2 separate regions of the Hordeum vulgare genome follow, and region 2 is linked to region 1. Evidence: chromatin contacts called from public Hi-C data. All regions are on one chromosome and are shown on one strand. Each heading gives the region's core, a stretch centred on a gene start, on an enhancer-like site or on the middle of the called end of the contact. The rest is flanking DNA. Distances are from core to core; before and after follow the strand shown.

Region 1 (2,700 bases), core at 165-2,664:
CTCAACGCGCGGCCTCATTGCCAAAATGCGTCCGCGTCGACACATTTTCGATCCAAATTTGGGACTGGAATGCATCGATCCGGACGCGAAGCGGACGCCCGCGCGCCCTCTCGTTATCCATCCCATCCACACCCGCGGGTCGTCCAGCTACCCGCAATCAAGTTAATTAATGACGGCCACCCTTCACGGGCCCACGCGTCAGCGACCGCGGTCGGCCTTTTTTAATCCGAGCGTGCGGTGGGGTTCAGCCTCATCTGCTTCCAGAACCTTCCATCCCCATCTCGCCACCTCTTTGCTCCTTCATCAGCGACCAAACCCTAGCCAACAGCCATGACCGGCTCCTCCCAAATCAAGGGCAAGTCCCCCGCCTACCCCCTCGCGATCTTCCCGCCGGCCTCGCGAACGTGTTAGCGTCCCCGTGCACCAAGCGCGGTGGCACTAGGAGCACCGCATCCCGCTGTCATACCCGGGCGTGACCCTCCCGCACCACTGGCATCTGGATCCGGAGAGGATCTCGGTGTCGGCCGTGCCTCGGTCGGTGCGGATGCACGCGGAGGAGGTGAGTCGTCGGCAGCGGCAGCTGAGGCCGAAGCAGGGTTGAGCCGCTGCTTCGACATATGAAGCTGGAACGGGAAGCGAAGGAGGAATGACTAGAGATGGAGGAGCAGGAGCACCCCCGTGCTGCGCTACCCGCCGCCACCAGCACTGCCCGTGCCGACACAGCCCGTCCTCGACATTAACGTCGTCTGGAACAGGACGTTCCCCTGGGCCGGTCCTGCGTCGACGCTGACCGACCTCACCGATCCCGACACCGACGACGAGGACGCCTAGGGCAGCGTTTTTAATGTTTAATTAATGTAATGGGAACGCATGTACCCTCACCGGTCTTCGTGGCCGGTGGCCGGCTTTAATATTTAATTATTGTTTGTTTTTATTTTTAAAAATGGTTTGCATTTTTTTTCGCATGTCGTTGAAATGAATCGGGTCATTATTGCACGCATGCGCCGATCCAAACGCGAAAACGGATGTCCGTATCCGTCGGACCGACCGAAACAGATAAAAAACGAATAAAATTACCGTCTTTTGAATCGACCGGTTGGAGTTGCCTTTAACGCGATGTGCTGTGCATGATGAATCAGCATCAGATGAGCCCTGCATTACCAAACGTGCCGAAAAGCCGTCGGAATTACTAAAATACAGCTCCAGCAATCCATGCACCGGCGCCGGAGTAACGGAGAGGCGTCGCCCGCCCGGATCCACACGCTGCCTCGCCGAAACGCGGGGAGCCTTATTATCTATCCACGACCGAGGCGACCCCAGACGCGGGCATGCACGCACGCGTCCGCCCTGGCTGTGGCTGCACATCACGCACGCATCGGCGTCGAGAGCGACGAGGGAGGAAGCCTCCAAAGCCCGACCCAAAGCCCATGGCCTCCCGGTCGCAGCCACCACCACCACAGAAACCCCGCGCTCCCTCCCTCCCGTGATCCTAATCCCCCGCGGCTTACCTTCTCCTAGATAACACTTCCACCATGCACCGGGGCGAGACGACGAGGGAAGCAGAGGGAGGGAGAGGGAGGATCATCAGGCGGCGGAAGTAGCACGGCACGGAGGTGCCGGAGCCGGAGCCGGAGCCGAGCCAAGGGATGTCGGACGAAGGGGAGGACGCGCCCGTGGCGGCCGTGGCGGCGGGGTTCGGGCTGCCCGAGGAGCTGGCGGCCGTGCTGCCGGCGGACCCGTTCGAGCAGCTCGACGTGGCCCGCAAGATCACCTCCATCGCGCTCGCGTCCCGCGTCGGCCGCCTCGAGGCGGAGGCCGCGGGGCTCCGCGCGCAGCTCGCCCAGCGCGACGACGCCGCCGAGGACCTCCGCGAGCGCGTCGAGCAGCTCGAGTCCGCGCTCGCGCTCGCCACCGACCGCCTCAGCCGCGCCGAGGACGACAAGGTAATGAAAGTTTGTCTCCAACTAATTGCTGTGCTAGTGGAATCAGCCAGTGCCGGTGGCTTCGTGAGCCCGGCTTTTGCCGATAAGTGGGTCCAGGCCACAGCTTCCGGTCTCGCTTGTCAACCAATTCGGCTTTCTTCATATGTAGTGTTGCCTCTCGTAGTATCGTAGCTGTTTGATCAGCGATTCATTGCAAAAATTGTCAATTTGATGTTTCTCTGCCCTTTTGGTTGCAGGAGACACTGCTGAAAGAGAAGGCGACGCTGTCAAACACGGTCAGCAAGCTCAACAGAGATGTCGCCAAGGTAACATGATTGCAAATTACTCCCTCCGTTCCTAAACATAAGTTTTTCTAGAGATTTCACTGCGGACTACATACAAAACAAAACGAGTAAATCTATACTCTAAATTATGTCTATATACATCCGTATGTAGTTCCTAGTGAAATCTCTAAAAAAGAATTATATTTAGGAACGGAGGAAGTATAATATATGCAACTGAACCAACTCATTAGCATGAAAATGTTACAACTTCCGTGTAGAGAGATTTTGTTCTTTATGATTCAGGCCCTAAAGATTGTGTGCTTTGTTTCTGTGCTTGGTTACCCAGTTGGAAGTTTTCAAGAAGACGCTTATGCAGTCACTTCAGGAGGACGATGACAAACCCGTAAGTGGCCTGTATTTACATGTTATATAATGGTCTAGTTACTGCAAGAGCACAACAACGACTCTAGAATTCTTCTCCTGATTTCTCTTAA
Region 2 (2,755 bases), core at 72-2,571, 100 kb before region 1:
AACTGAAGCTGTTACTGATGCTGACAGCAGCAGCAGCCACTGCGAGAGAGAGAAGCCCGAGGAAGATGGGGACAACGACGACATGCTTGGAGGGGTTTTTGCCTTCAGTGAAGAAGGTAAATACACTACTCATAGATGATAGAAAGGTCATAACTGAACTTAATTGTTGGTGATTGTACTTCTATGCTTGCGCTGATCTCTGTTCTTTCTTTGTGGCAGGTTGAACTTACAATACCGCTTTACTTGGGATAGATAATGGAGAACAGTTGCCACAATATTCAGTGTGCAATATTATGTAGAAAATGGTGGAATTCTAGTAGGTTTCCGTGGAATAAAGTCATGCCGCGTTGATAATCTAATGTTTGGTACATATTTGAAAGGTGAAGCATGCTTATTTGCCGGAAGAGTTCACTCTGAAGCTTGAGACGAAGATCCCTCCAGGCAATTTACTAATCCGCGGAAGGAAGGGAGTTTGGTGTTTGTCGAGAAGCCGCCACTGCCTGCCACGACACTTTGCCTTTTTTCTGTTTGCTTTGTACATACTGTAAGACCCATTTGTTTCGTGAGATACACTTCTGGGACATTGGATGGTCTGAAAGCCCGGCGAGCCATATTTGTTGACTGCTTCCTGCCAGGGCCTGTGAATGTTCCATGTTTATTTGTACATACTTTCTGTTTTATTAAGAGAAAGGAATGCTAGCAACGATTAATGTGACATAACTGTATAAACATTCAGTAAAAGATTTCTGTTTATGAGGGCGGTATGTACTTCCTTGTGCTTGTGTCGCATGTTCAGAAAATGACTGCTGCTAGGATGGATTTTAATTGCTATTACTCCCTCCGTTCACTATTGTAACACGTTCTGATTTCTTATGAATTGGATGTATGTAGACCGATGAACCATTGGAAACATTTTAAATAGTGAAGTACTATGTACAGTAAAAAACACCCTTATATTATGGCTAATTTTTTTTAATATTGCATTTTTTTTATTCTTTTTGAAAAATAATGCACCGATTTGAAATTTTTCAAAAATAGGCCTGCCTCGGCCACTGCGAAGCCACTGTCGGCCCTGGCGAAGCCGATAAGGCTATCGGCCTGGGCGTGGCCGACTAGTGGCCACTAGCCAGCCCGAGGCAGCCCCTTCCTCTTTCTCCCTTCTCCCATTCTACCTTATCTCCTTTCTCTCTTTCTCCTCCTTCCTTCTTCCCCCACCCAAAAAACCTTCCATTTCCATTTTTTGAACCGTACATTTATTGTGTAAGGAGGAGGGCATCCAAACTATCCGTCTCACTCGCGATGGGGTAGTTTGTGGTGTTTGTTTTGAAGCTATTTTTGGTGATAGTGGTGGAGATTGAGGTGGAGGTTATAGTGGTGGTGGTGGTGGTGGTGGTGTGGGTGAAGTTGGTTGTTTTGGTGGAGTTGGAGGTGGTGGTGTGGGATTATTCTCGGTGTTCGTCAAGAGTCGTTCGTCGTTCATCGTTTCTGCGCATGCTTCAAGGGAAAAATATTTTTGTAGATTAGTGTATTAAGTAGTTTATAAACTTTTAGGTGCTCCAGTAGATTAGTATAAATTTAGTTGTTTAACTAGTTTTAGGTGGTCCGGTAGATTAGTATAAATTTAGTTGTTTAACTAGTTTTAGGTGCTCCGGTAGATTAGTATAAATTTAGTTGTTTAACTAGTTTTAGGTGCTCCGGTAGATTAGTATAAATTTAATTGTTTAACTAGTTTTAGGTGGTCCGGTAGATTAGTATAAATTTAGTTTAGTAAATGAAGTAGTTTAATTATTTTTAGGTTCTCCGATAGATTTGGAAAATATATTTCGGTTTGTCGTTCTTCTAATTTTTTTCCTTGTTGAATAATATGTTAGGTCAGCAGAGATGTCTGATTTAGTGACGTTATGTTTGCACTATGGTCGTGGTACCGTTCAAACAAATGAGATGGGAGCTGATCTTAGTGAATTTCAGTACAGAGAGGTGCAGGTGTCCGCCCCTAAAACATGGTTTGTTAGTTAGTTGACAGAATAGCTTGCGCGATGTTTAGGGTTCAATACTGAAACACACACTGTCGGTGTTCATGCATTATGGACCCGGTCCACTGGTAATATTTTCTGGTATTTGAAGCATATAGAGCGGGACGACCAGTGGGTGCGCTTGTTACAATCTTGCGAGCATAGGGGATGTCATCCTGTGGCCTTCTCCCCGTGCTAAAGCCGGTGACTGAACCTGAAGTGGAACGTAGCTATGAATATGGTGAGAGCAGTGTAGGGATGCATGATTCACAGTCAATTCATGCGTCCCATGCTGGGGATGATGTTTACGAAGCAGGCCAGAGTAGTCAGGCAGAAGGGGGAGATGCAGATGATTATCTCAGTGGTGAGGCGGATGCTGACGAGATAGATGGGCACATGCAAAACGAGATGAATGAAGAAGATATAGCGGGTGATATTTCCGATGAATCCGCCGAATCAGATGGAGAAGAGCACGCACATGAAGTGCCTATTCCTGCATCACGGAATCAGGACTTCTCATCTGCAATGTTGGTGAATGACGGTCATGATTCTGCCTGGCAGTATCACCAGAACAACATTGCAACAGGTGCCCTCTACCCGAACAAACAAGCTCTGAAGGATGCCATCCTTAATTGGGCAATGTCCACTCAAAGGGTATTTGTAGCTCAAGTTTCTTGTCCGGATAAGTTGACAATGGTTTTTAGAAATCAGGGTTGTCCCGCAAGGGTGCATGGATATCTCCC

Evidence for each region. Hi-C and Micro-C count contacts between places; a contact is called where the count stands out from the background.
Region 2: a contact with region 1 is called in a Hi-C map of leaf, with 4 times the contacts expected there. The contact joins the enhancer-like site here to the promoter of LOC123441485 in region 1. A contact is called at or near these places in 5 of 6 Hi-C or Micro-C datasets (leaf and seedling).

The regions. Positions count from the first base shown.
Region 1 is chr1H:416,225,811-416,228,510 of MorexV3_pseudomolecules_assembly, reverse strand. It overlaps LOC123441485, which reads left to right and starts at 1,414. Exons shown (of 9, transcript XM_045117901.1): 1 at 1,414-1,943; 2 at 2,180-2,248; 3 at 2,553-2,609. The coding sequence starts at 1,647.
Region 2 is chr1H:416,326,712-416,329,466 of MorexV3_pseudomolecules_assembly, reverse strand. LOC123441522 (autophagy-related protein 18h-like) reads left to right here. Exons shown (of 9, transcript XM_045117923.1): 8 at 1-116; 9 at 220-764. The coding sequence ends at 224. Among protein-coding and RNA genes, the nearest start is that of LOC123441522, 8.6 kb to the left of the region's middle. Within about 2 kb of position 1,321, at least 1 of the 3 cell types and tissues checked has open chromatin away from gene starts, as enhancers often do. A contact at or near this core is called in leaf, where this site is marked.